Regions from separate parts of the Mus musculus genome. Here all the other regions are linked to region 1. Evidence: chromatin contacts called from public HiChIP or PLAC-seq, Micro-C and promoter capture Hi-C data. All regions are on one chromosome and are shown on one strand. Each heading gives the region's core, a stretch centred on a gene start, on an enhancer-like site or on the middle of the called end of the contact. The rest is flanking DNA. Distances are from core to core; before and after follow the strand shown.

Evidence for each region. Promoter capture Hi-C pulls out the DNA fragments that hold promoters and counts their contacts. Hi-C and Micro-C count contacts between places; a contact is called where the count stands out from the background. HiChIP or PLAC-seq counts read pairs in DNA pulled down with a chosen protein or histone mark.
Region 2: a contact with region 1 is called in a promoter capture Hi-C map of embryonic stem cells. The contact joins the promoter of Ndrg4 here to the promoter of Ccdc102a in region 1. A contact is called at or near these places in 3 of 39 promoter capture datasets (embryonic stem cells, liver and pre-B cells).
Region 3: a contact with region 1 is called in a promoter capture Hi-C map of pre-B cells. The contact joins the promoter of Gins3 here to the promoter of Ccdc102a in region 1. A contact is called at or near these places in 5 of 39 promoter capture datasets (frontonasal cranial neural crest, liver, maxillary cranial neural crest and 1 more).
Region 4: a promoter capture Hi-C map of hematopoietic stem and progenitor cells shows a contact between it and region 1, with 2.6 times the contacts expected there. The contact joins the enhancer-like site here to the promoter of Ccdc102a in region 1. A contact is called at or near these places in 6 of 39 promoter capture datasets (the C10 cell line, hematopoietic stem and progenitor cells, liver and 2 more).
Region 5: a contact with region 1 is called in a Micro-C map of embryonic stem cells, with 2.5 times the contacts expected there. The contact joins the promoter of Herpud1 here to the promoter of Ccdc102a in region 1. A contact is called at or near these places in 2 of 39 promoter capture datasets (pre-B cells and stem cell-derived epiblast-like cells), 2 of 484 Hi-C or Micro-C datasets (the N1E-115 cell line and embryonic stem cells) and 2 of 115 datasets of contacts at active chromatin or transcription factors (memory CD8 T cells and pancreatic cancer cells).
Region 6: a contact with region 1 is called in an H3K27ac HiChIP or PLAC-seq map of trophoblast stem cells, with 3 times the contacts expected there. The contact joins the promoter of Cfap20 here to the promoter of Ccdc102a in region 1. A contact is called at or near these places in 1 of 39 promoter capture datasets (pre-B cells), 2 of 484 Hi-C or Micro-C datasets (embryonic stem cells and muscle stem cells) and 4 of 115 datasets of contacts at active chromatin or transcription factors (bone marrow-derived macrophages, memory CD8 T cells, pancreatic cancer cells and 1 more).

The regions. Positions count from the first base shown.
Region 1 is chr8:94,916,688-94,919,720 of GRCm38.p6, reverse strand. It overlaps Ccdc102a (coiled-coil domain containing 102A), which reads left to right and starts at 1,623. Exons shown (of 9, transcript NM_001033533.3): 1 at 1,623-1,739.
Region 2 is chr8:95,676,784-95,679,816 of GRCm38.p6, reverse strand. Ndrg4 (N-myc downstream regulated gene 4) reads right to left here and starts at 1,545. Exons shown (of 17, transcript NM_001372423.1): 1 at 1,434-1,545. The coding sequence starts at 1,470.
Region 3 is chr8:95,632,156-95,635,188 of GRCm38.p6, reverse strand. Gins3 (GINS complex subunit 3 (Psf3 homolog)) reads right to left here and starts at 1,630. Exons shown (of 3, transcript NM_030198.3): 1 at 1,406-1,630. The coding sequence starts at 1,591.
Region 4 is chr8:94,305,992-94,309,024 of GRCm38.p6, reverse strand. It overlaps Nup93 (nucleoporin 93), which reads right to left. Exons shown (of 22, transcript NM_001357266.1): 14 at 2,874-3,000; 15 at 2,679-2,751; 16 at 2,379-2,423; 17 at 1,068-1,184; 18 at 3-121. Among named protein-coding and RNA genes, the nearest start is that of Mir138-2, 17 kb to the left of the region's middle. Within about 2 kb of position 1,599, at least 63 of the 459 cell types and tissues checked have an H3K27ac peak or open chromatin away from gene starts, as enhancers often do. A contact at or near this core is called in hematopoietic stem and progenitor cells, where this site is marked.
Region 5 is chr8:94,385,010-94,388,042 of GRCm38.p6, reverse strand. It overlaps Herpud1 (homocysteine-inducible, endoplasmic reticulum stress-inducible, ubiquitin-like domain member 1), which reads right to left and starts at 1,614. Exons shown (of 8, transcript NM_022331.2): 1 at 1,305-1,614. The coding sequence starts at 1,451.
Region 6 is chr8:95,433,427-95,436,459 of GRCm38.p6, reverse strand. It overlaps Cfap20 (cilia and flagella associated protein 20), which reads left to right and starts at 1,591. Exons shown (of 6, transcript NM_008187.2): 1 at 1,591-1,972. The coding sequence starts at 1,889.

The sequences.
Region 1 (3,033 bases), core at 374-2,873:
TTTGTCTTGTCATGAGTTCTCAATATGTGTATCTCACACATTCCCCCTGTACATGATGTAGAGGACAGCCAATGGAGGGTCTGCAGGCTAGTGATCTGTAGATGCTAACCAAAGTGCAAGCATTCCCACCCAAACTGGTCTTCTGCTGATTATAACAGCTGCCAAGCAAGCACCACTCACTACCTGCCCAGCACATGAAGGGGCAAGTGAAACTATAAAACTTGCAAAATCTGTGGGACTTCACAAAGTTGGTGGGGGTGGGGCAGAGAAGACAGCTGAAGACCACAGAGAAGGATGTGGGGGAAGTGTATGACATCAAAAAGATGTACTGAGTTCTCAGAATACTCAGTGGGGGGCTGGGGGTGGGGGGGAGATCTGAAGAAGTGGCTCAGTGGTTAAGAGTACTTAATGCTATTTCAAAGGGCCCCAGTTTAGTTCCCAGCACCTACATGGTAGCTCATAGCTATCAGTAACTTTAGTCTCAAGGGATCTGAGCCCCTCTTCTGACCTTGGAGGCCACCAAATACACACAGGATCCCCTTAAAGGGGGGAAGGTCAAAGGATCCTTGTTTTTGAAGAAGCCCTAGTTTGTTTGTTTGTTTGGTTTATTTATTTTTGTAAATCAGGGGTTTTCTACTAGCTCTGGTTCTCCTGGAATTCACTATGTAGATAGACCAGACTGGCCTCAAACTCCTGTGAGGCAGACATCTGCCTGCCTCTGTCTCTGCCTCCCTAATGCTGGGATTAGAGGCCCCAAGTGTTGGGATTAAAGGGGTGCACCACCATATCCAGCTAGCCCCGGTATTTTGGTAAAACAAAACAATCTCTTACAGCAAACCAATAATAGCTCAACTCCGTAAGGGGGGAAAAAAACCTTCAACATTCAGTATGTGATTCACTCTTCACAAACCACTATGCTCGTGACCATGATTAGAATTAAAACACTCTTAACCAAGAAGTATGTGATTCGTTTATCTTCATAATCTTTATCTTTTCTGGACAATAACCTAACCCAGCTTAGCTGCCCACGCGTTTTTGTGACTTTTGGTCCTGTCGGCAAGACAGACCAACCTCGAAGCAGGATGTGAAGGGGAGATACCATCTTGACCTTCTTCTTCCCTGACAAGACTACAGACACCCTATCCCAAAGAGAGAGAGAGAGAGAGAGAGAGAGAGAGAGAGAGAGAGAGAGAGAGAGCCTGAGCCTAATGGGTGTGTACAAGAAGGTCAGAGGGTTCTGCCAAGCACCATCGCACACCAGAGGGAAAATCTCCACAGTGGGAGTAGGTCCCATCACTCTCCTTTATAGGCCTGAAGTCGCTTTGTACAAAAAAGGGAAACCGAGGCCCAGTGAGGACATGGACTCTGGCCCAAGTCCAGTCGGTGTCAGCGCTAGCACTGGAAGTAATGCAGTTAACCAAAGTGAAGCTCCTCGTGGGTCATGGTGCCCACTCCTGTCCTGGATCACCTAGACCGTGGTTGGCGGGAAAGCCGAGGACGCGGATCCTGCCTGGGCGACCCCATGCTTGGGCGGGCCAGGGGGGTCCGGCTGCCTGGCCCCAACCCGCAGCAAACCGCGCCCCACGAGGGGCCCCCGCCCGCTCCCCTTCCCCTCCCCTGGCAGGAGGAGGAGACTTGGCGGCCCTCCCCCGGCCTCCCGACGGCCGCCGCAGCCAGCCCCGCGCCCGCTCCACCCAGAGCAGCAGTTCGGACGTCCGGAATCCCAGCCCCGGCCCGAGGTGAGTGGGGACGGCGGGGCGGGAGGTCATCGCGACAGGGTACTCGCTGCGGTCTCGGAGCCGCTCACGCGAGGGAAGAACTTTGCAGCGAGGGACAGGAGCCGGGGCGGCGCCCGCCGCACCCCAAACTTGAGTCCAACTTTTTAGTCCCACTTAGAGTCCCCCGGCCCGTCTCCATCCCCGTGGAAGCCGGGTCCCGTGGCGGGACAGTGGGGGAGGGGGCGCCCGTGGAATGCCGGCAGGGCCAGGAGGGGGGGGGATGGCAGGCGGGGGCGGAATGTGGAACTCTCCCGGGGGACCCAACGTGGTCACCATGGCGAGTGCCGGACGGACGGGTGGCACTGGCCAATCGGAGCACGGCTTTACGCCCAGACCCGTTGCGCTACCAATGGAAACCAAGCGGTGGGGTGGGCGGGACCGCGTCTTGCAGGACCGGACCCCCGCACCCCCTCCAGCCGCTAGGGGGAGCGGGGCTGGTGGCCCGCGAAGGGGCTACCAAGTAGGGACTGGGCCCTGGAAAGCTGAAAACTTAATTTCGGGAAGGAATGCGGGCAAGTGGGGCAAGGGCTTGATGCTAAGAGAAGGGAAGGGCTTCAGCAGCCCACTGCCCTGGTTGTGCCGAGGGGTAGCACTCTTCCTCATCCCGGGACTTCAGTTTGCGTAAGTGAATGTCCCTTATTCGGCCCGGATTACTGAGCTGTTGTAGGAGTACGATGAGTTCTTATTGGCAGAGTCTTACCCACCTGCTGGAGGAATTAGAAATCTTGTTGGTGCCTCTCAATACATAGGAAAACTGATGCTCAGAAAGGCCAGGAACCTGCACATACCACACGGTGTGTAATAGCAACGCTAGGGTTAATGTCTGTTCTATACGAATGTGCGATGCCAAGAGTTGCTAAGAGTCCTGGGGCTGGAGTAGGTGAAAGCTTCCACTCTTCCAAGTCATGTTTGTTTGGCGGGCCTAGTATCTGAAGATCTCCCTAGTAAGCGCTTCCAGGGGCATGGTGCTCTTCAGGTAGTCACGCATGACCCAGCCACAAGCTCTGTTCTAGCATAGAAACCCTGCTCTCCTCCCTTCCCCACCCCTCCGTTTCTTTCCTGGAGGTCCAGCAGCTGTAAGCTGGGCTCTCTCAGTATCCATGGTCAGAGGGACAGACAGCCCACAGTCTGCGGGCTGACCAGCCTTGGGCCCTGCACTTATCCAATCAGGCAGTCCCCTTGTGGTTTCCTGCTGGGCTCTAATCCCTACCCACAGCTAGGCCTGTGGCCCTGGGCTTACCCCAGAGTCCACCTG
Region 2 (3,033 bases), core at 296-2,795, 760 kb before region 1:
AGCCCAGCAAGACCCACTGTGGTTTAGCACACAGCCCAAACCCGAATCTGGCCTACTTTCCTCCTATAACACCCCAACACACACACACACACACACACACACACACACACACACACACGCTTGCACACATACATGCTCACACACACTCACAGCCCAAACCTTCACCTGGCCTACTTCCCACCTATACCTCCATCCACTACCATTCCCAACACACACAAACACACACACACACACACACACACACACGCGCTTGCACACATACATGCTCGCACACACTCACAGCCCAAACCTTCACCTGGCCTACTTCCTGCCTATACCTCCATCCACCACCACTCCACACACACACACACACACACACACACACACACACCCTCCAGGGCCAGGCCACTCCCAGACTAAGTCACTCAAGACTCTAGGGCACATGCAGAACACCCTTTGTTCCTCCAGCTTAGAACGTGACCTCCCTTTTCCATGAACAGAAAGTTCTACTTTCACTGTCTGGGTCTTCAAAGGCAGCCACTTGCTCTAATCTCTGGGTCCTTTCAGATCCCTACCCCATATCCCATTCCATTTCCTGAGTGTACACACACACACACACACACACACACACACACACACACACACACACACAGAGCAACCCCTTCCTCACCTTACAGCGGCAGGACCCCAAGTGCTGAGAAGCATCTCTTGGAATATGTTCATTAGGGATACATGGGTGTGCACCTGACAAGGGCTCAGCATGGTCCAGTGAGATCTGGACAGGGGCTGCTCCCTCCAGCCCAGGTGCCCACCTCCCCTCTGAGAACGGAAGCCTCCACTGATGCTGGACTTCATGTATGAGGAACATGTAACCTTCCGATAGATACCTGGCTTCTGTCCTTGCTCCCTTTCCCATCTCCTCTAGGCATCCAGTTTCTCCAAGGCATTCCAGCTACTGGCCCCAGGATGCCCTCAGAGGGACATCTAATTTCTTCTCTAGAGCGGGCCCAAGGTGGATGGCCTGAGCCATCACGGTTCAACCTAGCTTCCCATCTTCCTAGTCCACTTGACTCTACTTCCAGCAAGAAACTTCTTCCCAGAGAGAAAGGTGGCTCTGACCATCACAGAAAAGAGGAGGCCCTTACACAGGTTCTCCCAGCTCCCCCAGGAGGCCCAGGGCTGCTTTCTCTGGGGACTTGGGATATTTGATTGGAAAACTCCGGAGCTCCCCTGGGGTTGCTAATCGGAGCTCCGTCGACGGGACACCACAGGGGGCCTCTGTGGAGCTCCACCCTCCCAGACGCCGGCGCTCGCGGCTCAGTAGAGCCCGGCATGCTTCAGGTTTCGCTCAACTGGGAACGCGCACCCGAGAGCGCCCCTTCCAACCCGGGCCACCGCGCCCCGAACCCGCTCCAAGTCGGAGAGCGGCAGCGGCGAGCGGCAAGCCTCGGTACCTGTCAGCAGTTGGAGCCTGTGTCCCAGCACCTTCATCTTGGCGACGGTGGAGCGCGCTGGGCCGCCCGGGGCGAGGCGCGCAGTAGCCGCAGAGAGGAGCGGCGGGATAGCGGGAGCGGCGGGAGCAGCAGCCGGTAGCGCGGTGCGCTCACCGCCCCCTCCAGCAGGGTTTAAAAAAATCCACCAATGGCACAGCCGCGCACCCCAAAAGGCACCCGCCGCCACCTGGCCGTGGTGAGCGCCGGGGGGGGGGGGGGGGAGTGTGACACCGCGCGGGAGGGGCCCCTCGCGAACAAAGACGCCTACCGCCCCCAGACGTCGCGGCCGGACGGGCGACAGCCGCGGTCTCGGGGGATCCGAGCCAAGAAGGCTGGGAGACAGGGCGTCGCCCTCGCGTGGGGGGCGGGGGGAGGGAAGGTGGCCAGGGCGTGAGGGTGGTGGAGAGAAGGTGCGGGACTGCGGTGTGGCTGCGCCGAGAGGGGATCCCAGGGGTGAGGGCGCGGCGACTCACCCAGGCTGCCGAGCGACACGGTCGCGGAGGCGGGAGCCGGGCCTGGACGCCTCCGCCGCCGCCACCCACGAGCGGTGCAGGTTCCCCGCACGAGCGAGCCCCGGGAGCTGGGGGCGGGGCGCCGCGCAGCGGGGGCGTGCCCACGTGGGTGGGTGGGCGTGGGGCGCGCTGCGCGTCCCGCTTGGTGGCTGGAGCTGGACTGTCTCGGGCTGTCTCGGGCTGTGGGAGTGGGCGGGAGGCCCGGTGAGAAGACCCACAGGCCGGGGCCCAGATGCAATCTGCAGCGCCTGACCTCCCAAAGAGGGTCCCGTCTCTGTCCAGCGTTTCTCGGGGAGCGCCAGAGACTCCCACGGGGAACCTTGGCTCACTCCCACCACCTCTACCTCTCTTCCCCTCCAGTCCCCACCCATCCGTCTGAGGGGACACCCTGGGGAGGTTGGGGAGAAGCTGGGGTTCAGTGGTCCAGGAGCCAACATTCCCCCTGTTTGCAAAGTCTGAAGGTTTCTGAGGAACTCAGGCAACTTCCTGGCTAAGATGTTCTTTCTGTCCCCACCAGGGCCCCACCCACACGGTGGCCACAACCTATTCCCTGCAGGTCACCCTCCCGGAGCAGGAAAGGAAAGGGACTCTATCCTCCTCGATCTCACTGGTTCCTCAGGAGGGTCAGAGGCCCTGAAGTCTCTCTGACTCCCCAAACCCTGAGCATCACCAACCCCGAAGTTGGGACGAGATAAGAGGTCCTGGTGACTCATTCCGTTCAGGCCCTGTGTGTCCCTTACCTTTTCCTCTGGGTTCCTGTCTTGATGGCTCACAGAGAAAGTACACTAGATCAGGATCTCTCTGAGGCCCTGGGTGCGGGGAAGGAGCATGTCACAAGAAGCCAGCCCACAACACTTCTGACTTTGCTGCCTCTGTAAGAGGTGCTTTGCCCTTAGGCCTCGGCTTCAGGTGGCCACACCTGAAGCAGCAGTAAATTAACCCCACTGCCCGCTGAGGAGGCCGCTGAGATTTTGATGGCTGCAGGTGTGGCACGCAACCCCTGTTTATGTTACAGCTTGTGGCTGAAGGGATTCTAACCAGCCGGAACA
Region 3 (3,033 bases), core at 381-2,880, 720 kb before region 1:
GTAAATTAAGAAAATAAGACCCAGCCGGGCGTGGTGGCGCACACCTTTAATCCCAGCAGAGGCAGAGGGAGGCAGAGGCAGGCGGATTTCTGAGTTCAAGGCCAACCTGGTCTACAAAGTGAGTTCCAGGACAGCCAGGACTATACAGAGAAACCCTGTCTCGAAAAACCAAAAAAAGAAAAAAGAAAGAAAAAGAAAAGGAAAAAAGAAAAAGAAAAAAAGACCCAAACTCGGCAGGATATCTTGTTCAGTAGAGTGTAAGAGCTCAACTAAATCCTAGCCATACAGTGGTGACACACACCTTTAATCCCAGCATCAGGGAGGCAGAGGCAAAAGGATTGCTGAGTCTGAGGCCAGCTTGGTATACAGAGCCAGTTTATGTCAGCCAAGGCTACACAGAGAAACTCTGTCTCAAAAACATTAAAAAAACAAAAACAAAAGACTCCTAAATCTTTCTCTATGACAATGGGGAGCCAATAAGTTGACATTTGGGGTAGAACTCTGTGGTAGCATGCTTGCCTGGCATGTGAAACGCTCCAGGATTCACCCCCAGTCCTGGAATATTCTTCAAAAACATGGCGGTCGACTCTGAAGAGTCGACTTACAAAGGACTGTGAGGTTGAGAAGCAGCCCAGGGAGCAAAAATGAGCCTTTCTGTTGTTGAAAAAGTAAAAATGTGGTGTTTTACTTTGAGAAAAAGTACCTAGAAATAGACAGAGACAAAATTGATACCCTTCCAAACAAAACTTAAAGGACCTAACGGGAAATGAAAGTAACCATTGCAAGTTACGCTCTTGGGACAAACTCGTACTTGAAGCCATAGAGTCCAAGGTTCGAATCCCAGTTCACCATTTACTGGAGGACCCTGGCTTTGTTAACCCAGCTTTTGTTAGGTTTATGGGAGGGCAAAAGGCTTAATACGGGAAGCTGCAGTTGCCATTTTTCAGTGCGACACTGAAAATTGTTATGAGCAACCTTTTACCGAGGACTGCCTTGGTTAAGCCAGCACGGACTTACTGTGGAACCCTGGCTGAGGTACTCACTCTTTGTAGAATTGCCTAAGCGAGAAGATGACAATTTATCCCCCCATCACAGACTCCCATCCCCTGATGGACAGTCGGTCCTCGGAAACAGGCTGCAGACACTGTCATAATTGTGCCGAGTGCGCATGACAATCTGCAGTTCCCAGACTTCGAAACTTCAAATAAGTTTTATGGAAACCATGAATAGAACCAAGAGACCCTGAGATGATGGGCTGGAGCCAAAGCCAATGACTTTGGAAAGTTTGAAGACTAAGATCGGTGGCGGGAGAGTCCTCCGAGTGCTGTGCAGCTTCCCGGGACCCCCGAGGACTCCCACCGCCTCCAGATCTTGGAAACCTCTGCCCCGGCCGGGCTCGCCTCACCTGAGGGAGCGGATGGTCCGGCTCGGAGCCCGCGCCCCGCTCCAGGAAGAAGGCTCCCAGGCGCGGCATGGGCGTCTCGACCCGCACCGGCAGCTTCTCCTGCGACATCAGGATGTCGTCCAAAGACAGGAAGTTCTCCTCCGGCCCCAGAGCGCCCGACTCCACTGGGAAATACGCCTCGGACATGGCAGCTCGCAGCACAGTCAGGGATGAGGAGGGCGCGCCACCTCAGCGAACTAGGGCCGGCTTCAAACTCGCTTTCCCGCGCCGCACTCGCCAGACCCGAGCAGTCGATTTCGGCGAGCCTGCGGCCGCTCAGGCAAAAGCAATCAATAAGGTCACAGATTGGGTCCAGTGTCCCCGCCCAATGCGGAAGCCCTGGATGAGTCGGCCGGAAGTCCTCCTGCAGCTTGTAGACTAGGCTGGGGAAGGTATATGAAGCTTGAACATCATTGAAGGGACAGCATGTGTCTGTACTAACGGAACTGTGTTCATGCAGCCTTTAAATACACACATAGAATTTAAAAACATCTTTGGGGATTCAAGTAATATCATTTTACACTATGTATTCCAGCCCTCATTAATCCCGCTTTTATTGCATTTTCACTGGTAGGTTAATTATTGTCTTTGAAAACAACAGAAGAAACTAAAACGCAAGCACTAGTCCAAATGTTTAACTGTGTGCTAAGTTACAAATTATTTGTAGTATTTTGGCCGGGTGTAGGTTCAGGTGGGGTGGGAGTCTAGATGGAGTGGTAGATTTATATATGGCTGGAAGATCTGAAGTTCAGGGCCTTGCTCTACTGTCAACTGGCAAAGTCCTCGTGTGGTGATCAGTTTGGGTTCCTGAAAGAGGAAACTAGACCAGTTTCCTAGTCTTTTCACAGCCACTCTGCAAGCGGGAGCTCCTATATCAAATGCGATCACAGGTAGAGTACCTGAGAACAAAGGAAAGACCACGGTTGCTTGGTTGCTTGGTCCTAGATTTGGCGGTACATACATGAATACAGGTTGAGGCAGATTGTTGCGAGATTTGCTACCGAATTTACCTACTGTAGGAGGGCATTCCTGAGGTAGTGGTTTGTGAGCAACACAGGAAAGGGGGCGAGCATGCCTTTCATCTTTTGTATTCCTTTTTAGTTTTGAATGAAATAATTTGTTAATGTATTTACATAATTCACTACATTTAAGCAATAGCCTTCTAAATATGGACTAGAACTTTACATATGCTAAGCAATAGTCACTTGCTTTTTCTTGCCAAAAACACTTGTATCACATGAATGCTTGAAGTATTTACACCACTTTCTTTACTTTTTATTCCTCTTCTTTTAACAACCATTGCTCTAGTCAGTTTAAGACATTTTATTCCAGACAGCTACTTTAAAAAGTTGCAATAATGTCAAGCATGCTGGCACATGCCTAGAATCCCTGGACTGGGGAAGCCAAGGCAACAGGATCTCAGGGTCGAAACAAGACCAGGTTATAGGGCAAGGCCTTATCTCTAAAACAATTATGACTAATGTGCTTGTTGACAAGAGCGGGTCAGAAGCAGACCCAGGGTGTGAGCTAGGCATGTCCTGTAACTACTGGCAATTTTCTGCATGTACCCAGTTCTTATATACTGCTGC
Region 4 (3,033 bases), core at 350-2,849, 610 kb after region 1:
ACCTCTCCGCAATGGAGAGGGCCATGTTCTTCAGCCTTTCTTTGTTAGACTGTGGGGCGCTGATCTGTGGGACAACAGGGCTTAGCAGCTTGTTCATCAGCTCCAGCACCTTGTCAGCATTCTGTTGAAGATTTTAAGATTCAGGGAACAATCAACAAAAGAACAAACTAATTAAGCAAAATAAAACCAGCAACTTTCTGGGGTGATGAACAGAACTACTCTATATTCTGAGACCAGGGTTGTGTGGACAGATCACCCAATATATACCTACCACTTGCATATTTTCCTATGTCCTAATTAGACCTCAACACAATATTTTTAAATTTAGGAGATTTATCTGTCTGTCTGTCTTTTTAAAAGAGTAATTCATGTATATGAGTACACTGTTGCTGTCTTCAGACACACCAGAAGAGGGCATAAGATTCCATTACAGATGGTTGTGAGCCACCGTGTGGTTGCTGGGAATTGAACTCAGGACCTCTAGAAGAGCAGTCGGTGCTCTTAAATGCTGAGCCATCTATTTACCCCTAGGAAATCTTTATTTAAAAAGATTTATTTATTTTTATCTTTTTGTGTTTATGGTTTTTTTTGCCTGCATGTACGGATGTGCACCATGTACATGCCTGGTGACTGCAGAGGCCAAAAAAGGTACCAGATCCTCTGGAACTGGGGTTATGGAGGGCTGTGAGCCACCATGTGGGTGCTGGAAAGCAAACCCAATTCTTAGGAGAGCAGCGTGAGCCACCTCTTCAGCCCCAGGACATCACCTAAGTCATCAGTGCTTATCACATACTCGTAGGGAGATGCGTTTAACTCAGGTTCTTGGACTGCACACTGTTGGCCACTGTAGAAAGCTACCACGGGAACCACAGTGGTTTTGACAGTGTCTACAGGAGAGACTTTCATTATGCTGTTATTTGGCCATAGATACTTTTCGGACAGTTAGACTTCTGTAAAATGGGAACTTGACCCTGATTGAACCATTTTTACGCCAGAGAACATGTTTCAGCTGGGACAGTAGTGCAGAGCTTGGGCATTCACGCCGAGTCAGGAAAAGGGAACATTACCTTAGCAAGGTCATAAAGCTTCGCTGCCTCTTCAAACAGTCCTTTGTTTTCTGCCACCGAAGCAACTTTGTTGATAATAGGCTTTGTGTCACTGGTAAACTTATCTATAACTCCAGGCTGACAAGACAAATATCAAGGGGAAGGGAAAGACTCAACACCCCGCAGCAACTGTGTCTCGGAACACACAGCTGAACAGTTGCCCTAGTCAACAGTCTTCATCTGCCAGACTCGGCTCTCCTGAAGACATAAGGCCCCACACCATAACCACAGAAAAAGACAGGGCACGTTAATGGGAGCACTATGGAGTCAGCTATGGCACATTAGTGGTTTCTGAGAGATTTTCCAAAATGACTAAGAGTAGGTAAAACTATTAGTGATTCTAAATTTGCTGGCAAGCAGGATGTTATGAGAAAATACTTTTAGGACTTTCAATTTGCTTTCTAAGACAGATGCAGGAAGTGGTGGTGAGGACTTTGAAATAGCCTCTGTCACCACTCACTAGCAGGCACACGATCAGGAGAGTCTGACAGGCCCCAGGACTCAGGGAGGGAAGACCGACTGCGCAACACTGTGCTTGACCGTGCATGCTAAGGCACCTTCAGGGCTCGGCCAAATTCCAGTGCCCTGCCCCTCAACCCAGGAAATGCACTGCATGCTCAGATTCCACTTGTGTGCTCTTGAAGAAAGTACTTAGCCACTTTTATTTCTGCTTTGGTTCTCACTTTGTGGGTGACTGTCTTACCTGAGTAAGATACTACACAAAGCCAAGAAGATGGCCCCCACTATCAGTACCGGCAGGCCCCTCATCTGGGCGCCAGGCCAAACCATGAGGTTTACACAGGAAAGTGAGTAGCTGTGGGCACCCAGGGGGGCCAGGGTTAGGACTGGGCCCTGACATGGGGCTTCTGCCCTTCTCTTACAGTGTCCCATGGCATGGTAAGTCCCAGAGGAGCTGCTAAGGCTCTTGGGAGATGGCATTTCTGGGGTTGGTGGGGAGTTCTGAGTACTCAGAGGTGAAGTGCATGTCTAACTTTCCCATCTGGAGAGAGTAGGCAGAGTAAACCCTAACTTTTCTTCATGTTTTCTGAGTCAAAAATACAGCTGCCTTAGCTTTAAGAAAAATGTCAGACAGAACATATGAAAACACTAATTACAAATTTATAAATTTTAAAGAAAGAAAAATGTGTGTAAAACTAATTAATGCTATCAGTTGGGCTTATAATTTCATCCTTCCATTTGTTACAATTCATGTATCCAGATGACTCCTACAGTATAACTACATTCTGACAACCAAGGACACATTTAACCTACCTTTCTACTTCCATCGTTCTCTAGTTTTCCAAGAATCATATCAAACTGTGGGGGAAAAAAGGTTTACTCAGCTTACTGGTCAAGGAAATAAACATAACACACAATTTCTTAGGGCAAAGGGAAAGGAGAGGTCTCTCACAACTAGGACACAGTGAGGCTGAAGTCAGTATTGTCAGTGTAAGAAACCAAAGCAAGCCCTGCCCTGCCTGCCTCCCCCTCTAGGCCATGTACAGCACACACACAGAGTAGAATGAGAGCACACTAAAAATTCCAGCCAGGGTGATGAGAAAGCTGACCTACCTCTCGACTTTCTATCACAAGCTCGCTCACACAGCGCAGAAACATGTTTTCTCCTTGACTGTCTTTCTCATCCCTACAAAAGCACAGGAATAGCTTGGGTGGTTTGTGGTACAGATGCAGACTGAGTCTCTAACAGTCACTGTCAGGATGGAGAAATAAAAGCTAGGCAAGTACAAAGGCAAAGGCAGGATTCACCTGAGGAAGTAAAAGTACTGGAGGGCTTCTCTTGGGTCCGTGGACTCAAACTTGCGGGTGTAGAGCATGAGCAGACGCACAAAGTTCAGCCGTCGCATGCAGGGAGGGTCGCCAGGCTCGTGGCTGACTGTACATGGGAACAGAAGGGCCCCTCAGACCC
Region 5 (3,033 bases), core at 365-2,864, 530 kb after region 1:
GGTATTTTTGTAAGGTACAGATTTGTACACCCAGGAGACCTACTGGTATTTACCAGCTTAGGTCTTCAAATCCAAGGGGCCCAATGTTCCTCACCTGAGGAAAACAGGCCTCAAAACAGCTTTTACAAATGATGCAACCTGACCCGACAGGAGCATCATTTATGCACCTAACTGCCACCTCCCAACAAGAACACCTGGTTTCTTGAAAACAACCACGGAGATCCTACACACTGCCCCGACCAGTTCCAGGGGCTTAGACGCTTACACCCAAAGTGATAAAGTTCCTCGCCAATTCTAAAAGGAAAAGCCTTGTTTACTTTCCCGACAACTCGGAACAAAAACAAACTGAAACCCACGCGCCACTGCCGGTTGGAGCTCTAAGGCCACTGTTCAAAGTCCCCATCTGCAGCCACCCGATTGCCCTCTCCTGTCGGATCCAGAACTGTACTCGTGGACACTTACATAACATCAGAGAACAAAGTAAATACAGGAAGGTCCAGCGCACAGCCTCCGTCACGTGGCAGGGACCGGAGGGGTGGGCGGGGCTAGGGAGCTGTTGACAGATGTGTCAACCAAAGGGGGAGGGGGAGGGGTGGGGAACCCCACGGAACAAGAAAGTCTCCTAACTGACCCACGGTTGTCGTCAAATCAGACTCAGGGCTACTCCAGCTGCTGGCTTCCTTTCTCAGTCATCCTTCGCTAGAAAGTTAAGGGGGCTCCTCCCCGAGACTAAGTGCGGCGCGACAGGGAGGGGCGGTCAACGGAAGGCTGCAGGAGAAGAGCCATGTCTAGCCTATGGGCGTGGGACCTTCAGAAGTTGGTGACTGGGCACGCACCCCACCCTCTAGCCAATGGCCCAATCTGGCACATATACTGTCTGTCCTCGGTACACCCAGAAGTCTCGTTTGGCAACATTTACTTTTCTTATTTCTACCCATCAGATGCAAGCCGAACTGGGAACACCCAGTCAGTCACCTAGTAGTTTGTGGAGGGTCACTGGGACTCGGATGGGGAAATGACTCATTAAGGTCAAATTACTGTTTCCCTGGGAGGATGAGGAGAGGGTACAGGGACGTGGGGCAGATGTGTGACAGCCTTGGGAGTTAGGTGTAATGGGAGGTGAAGAGATGAGGGGCTAGAAGAGGGCAAGCGCGGACTGGTGGAGGCCCAGAAGAGATGACAAGCGCTAGGGCGAGCAGAGGGGCACAGGAGACGGTTGGGCAGGAAGGAGACTCGCGCCCTGTGGTGTGTGACAGGTGAGTTCAGGCAACCCTGCAGGCGTGGCACCCCGGGGTCCCACTCACCGGGCGCTCGGGGTAGACTCGGCTCAGGTGGGCCTTGAGGCGACTCACACTCCAACTGCGGTCGCCACTCAGCTCCAAGTCGCGGTGGCGCTGATTGGGACTCTTCACCAGCAGCGTGACCGGCTCGGGCTGTGGCTCGGGCTCCATGTCTGCGTCGCTGGCGGCTCGACTGCGCTCAGGGATGCCGAACGGGCGGCGACGCAGCCGTCTGAGACCACACAACGACACTTGGCGTCTTTGGGACACGCGCCCCCGTCTCGGGTACCTTTTATGGGCGCCCCGTGCCAGGGCTCCGCAGATAGCGCTCTCTGTGGCTGCCATCCATTGGCTGAGACAGAGGTCAGTGTCCAACGTGGCCCAATCAGCGCCCGGAGAAAGGCGGCGGAGAGGCGGGCTAAGCGCGGGGGTGCGGGCTGATGCAACCCGCCGTGGTTGCGTCATCCTGAGTCCCGACAGCGGCGCGGGAGCGGGTCTTCGGCGGCCATGTCAGGGTGCCCTCTGGGGCGCTGGTCCTGTTCAGGCTCCTTAGCGCGGGATGCGTGCGGTGCCTGAGCCTGGCGGCCTGCCTGACTCCCAAGATCAGCAGGCTCTGCAAATTGTGCCCTCACAAAGCGGCCCTCCGCCCTTTCTGACCCCAGGCGCCTGGGCATACGTCTGTCCGCTTGCATTTTCCCTGGTGGCTGCGCAGCCTGGCATCCAGGGAAGCCTTACGAACTAACCAGGCCTTAGAAGCGAAGAGAAACCAGGCCTGTGTTGCTCTGAGCTGAGAGGATGAAGGATTCGGGCACTTTCCAATGTGCCTGCAGCAAATTTAACGATGCATCAAGTGTGGAACATACCCCTTATAGTAATGGCACTAAGTGCCTCTTGATTGACAAACCCTCTAGGAGACACTGGAAAGGGTCATCATTTATGAACTAACAACATCTGCTGCTTTTAAATTGGGGTTGCGACAAGCACAGCAGTGGTCTCAGATACCTGAAATCTGACCAGAGGCAGTGCTCCAGTGTTTCCTCTGAGTTTGAAAAACAAAACTGGCATTGCTCCGGCCCATCTTTGTCCCAATCCTGTTGGGATACCTGGGTTTTCAGCCATGTCCAGAGCTTACAGAGGTCAGAGAGGTGATAGGAGAGTCCTGTTCGGGAGATGGTTATGTGAGTTTGTCACACAACCATAAGAAAGTGTCGTAAACTGGAGGCTCGAGCAACAGAAGTTTATTTTGAAGCTGTAGAGGCTGGAAGTCTGCGACCAGGGGTTAGGGCAGCATTGCTTTCTTTGGGGGCAGAATCTGTACCACTCTCCTAAGTTCTGCAGGTTTGCTAACTGTCCTTGGGACTTCTTAGCTTTGGGGAGTATTTTTCCAATCTCGAGCTTTCCGATCACATGGCATTCTCCGGGTGTGCACCTGTGTGCGTGCACATACACGGGTGTGAGTGTATCTGCATCATCTTTATGCGTATCTCTGTCCAGTCTCTCCCCTGCCCCCTTTATAAGGGTATCATTCGCATTGTCGTGGCTAAAGACCTCATCTTAACGATTATCTTTCACAAAGATATTTCTAAATGCCATCACATTCTGGGGCTGAGACGTCAGCGTCTCTCTGGAGGACACCCTGCACCTCACCGCAGCGGCATTTGCCAGTGGTCCACCAGGGACACGCCGCAGAACCTCAGCTGCTTTCCTTCCCAGGTTTTATGTTGAAGACCACTGAGGCCAGTGTGGTGTTACA
Region 6 (3,033 bases), core at 342-2,841, 520 kb before region 1:
CACCATCAGAACTCATATACCATCATTTCTCTTTTTTTATATTTTTTATTAGGTATTTTCCTCATTTACATTTCCAATGCTATCCCAAAAGTCCCCATACCCTCCCCCCGACTCCCCTACCCACCCACTCCCACTTTTTGGCCCTGGCGTTCTCCTGTACTGGGGCATATAAAGTTTGCAAGTCCAATGGGCCTCTCCTTCCAGTGTATACCATCATTTCTTATCTTGAATCTTTTTCCTGAGGATTTTGTTTAAGATTTCTATTTATTTATGTTTTGTTTCTGAGTTCTCTATCTGTATGTACACCTTCAGGCCAGAAGAGGGCATCAGTTCCCATTACAGATGGTTGTGAGCCACCATGGGGTTGCTGGGAATTGAACTCAGGATCTTTGGATGAGCAACCAGTGCTCTTAACAGCGGAGCCATCTCTCCAGCCCCGAGGATATTTTGAACAACTTAAAAACAATCAAGCTATAAATTATTCACTTGGCTTAGAGTACATAAAGAATTCCCAGATATCATGCAAAAATTAATTCCATATAACAAGTTTCATTTTTATATAGTAATAGATTCACATAGTTTTCACGATATCTAGAAATTCTGGCTGGAGTACTCAAAGCTTTGGTGTGAGGGTAGAGTGAGTTAATACAGGGTAAGGCATCACATATACCCGTCACATAGTAAATGTGTAAACTTTGCAACTATGATCGTTAAAATTGCTAAAGTGATCGTCTGTGCTTCAAACTCTTTTCTGTGCGCCAGAACACAGGCCTGGGTGGAACACCATTTAGGAAGACGCTCAGCGACTGGTGGAAGTCTTCCACACTTGAGATTTCCTTCTACTTGAAATACACAGCGTATGTCTTTCCTACAATATTCCAGAAATTGACACACTTTTTTTAAAAAAATCAGCTGTCGGTTCAACTCAACTATTCCACTTTTAAGATTTTATTAATTTTTGTTTATATCTTAATATTCCGGCTTTCTTCTTTTCGAATCAATGCATTTAAAGAGATACGCTTTCCCCCAGAGTATTGCTTTTACAGCAGCTCATTCACTGTAACTTGATAATTAAAGGTGATGATGTAAATTGGGCAATCAATACTGGTTCATTAGCTCACACGTTCTCCTGGGCCAACCAATATTTGTTTTTTGCGACAGGGTGTCTCTGAGTCCTGGCTGTCCTGGAGCTCGATATGTAGACCTCAAATTCAGAGATCTTTCTACCTCTGCTGGGATTTAATCCGGTACTAGGATTAAAATCTGGAGTCAACACACCCAGGGATAATATTTATCTGTCGTTGGCACAAAGCCACCTTCCTCACTCTTCCCGCCCTTCGGGGGAGGGGTCTGGCATGACTCCACCCCTCCACGCGCCTCCCGGTTCCCATGACACCACGCAGGCACTGTAAACACGTGAGGTAAACTTAAAGTCTCCTTCCGCTGTTCTAAACCAAGTCTGGGCCCCGGCGGGGAGGGGCGGGGAATAGTCCCTTGGCAACCAAGTTCCGCGCCCGAGGGGGCAGGAAGGGGCGGGCCTAAGGGCGGAAGGAACCGGAAACCGTTCTTTCTGCGGCAGGACTGGGCAATGCGCCTCCGAGGGGCGGGCCCAAGCGTGCGGAGGGATCCGTGGCGGGCCGAGGCGGCGCTCCGCCTCCTCTCCGGCAGGCTCGGCGGCGCGGGCGGCAGTTGCTGTGGTTTCGGTGCTGAGGTGGCTCGGTGCTCACCGAGGCTTACGGATCTGCGTCACGCCGCCGCTTCCCGCCGTCAGTGGCTGCAGCTCTCAGCGTCCTACCTTCGGACCGGCGGCACCCGCTCTCTTTCGCCGCTCGGTGCCGATCTCCAATCCCGGGCCTAGGGCGGCGGCTGCGGGGCCGCGGCTGGCGAGATGTTCAAGAACACGTTCCAGAGTGGCTTCCTTTCCATCCTCTACAGCATCGGCAGCAAGCCCCTGCAGATCTGGGACAAAAAGGTGAGCGGTGGGGGCGGGACGGGGGTGGGGCCGACTAGCCGCCCACGTGATGGAGTGGCTACCGAGCCTTGACGTCCCGGTCAGTAGAATGGGGGCAGAGTGCCCACAGCCTAGCTTGAAACGCATAGCACTTTGAAGAAAGACATGCATGTGTTCGCTGGTGCCAAGCACTGTTGCTGCACTCCATACGGAGGGCCTTTTCCCCGGACATCCTGAGCACCGGCCAAGCCAGACTTGTTCTGATCCCATTCATTAGCTCCATCCGTCGACAGCCAAACCTTTGGAACTTGCTGCGAGCCCTCTGTAACTTAGAGTCCGTACTATTCTTCCTGTACTGGCCTTCTCCATTGGGAAACCTGCAAAAAGGTGATTGTTAGGGGCTTCTCGAGAGCCAGTATCAAGCCTCTGTATTTTTATCCAGCCGTCCTCTAGAATGGATGGTGTTTTTGCTTGCCACATGAGATGGTGGCCTTCCCTGTTCACTTTTGGAGATATTAAGATCTAGATGAAATGCCTTGCCGTTTCTTTTCTCATGAAGATTCCTGGGGCAGTGAGCTGGACCGTTTTTTTGTTTTGTTTTGTTTTTGAATATAAAGTGGTCACTCTAATGTGGAAGCCAGGTGATTTAGGGAATATCTTTAGTTCTGCCCTCGGCTGGGGAAGATGGAGAGAGGTGATATGCCTAGTGTGGTGTTCATAGAGATGTATATAGAATGGGTGGAGTAAGTCAAGATTATTCGTAGTAGGACTAGAACAATGTCTTTCCTAATTCACAGAGAAGGGCTTTGAGACACACAGTGGTTGACAGAGTACCTGCATTGCCTTCTGTTTGTCACTGCTAGGCAGTCGTGTGTTCTGAGGACAGCTTTGAGAGAAACCTGTTGGGAGTGTCTTGTCATTTGGCTAAGACAGTTGAGAGTTCCTCAAGATCTGGCCTTTGGTATGTAAGCAGTCTGACCAACTCTTTCAGATCCATAGCTAGAGTTATGTCAAGAGTATCCCATAGGAAGCGGACCCTTAGCTCCCCCCATCCCACAATCTCCTGAGTGTTCGTTCACTTT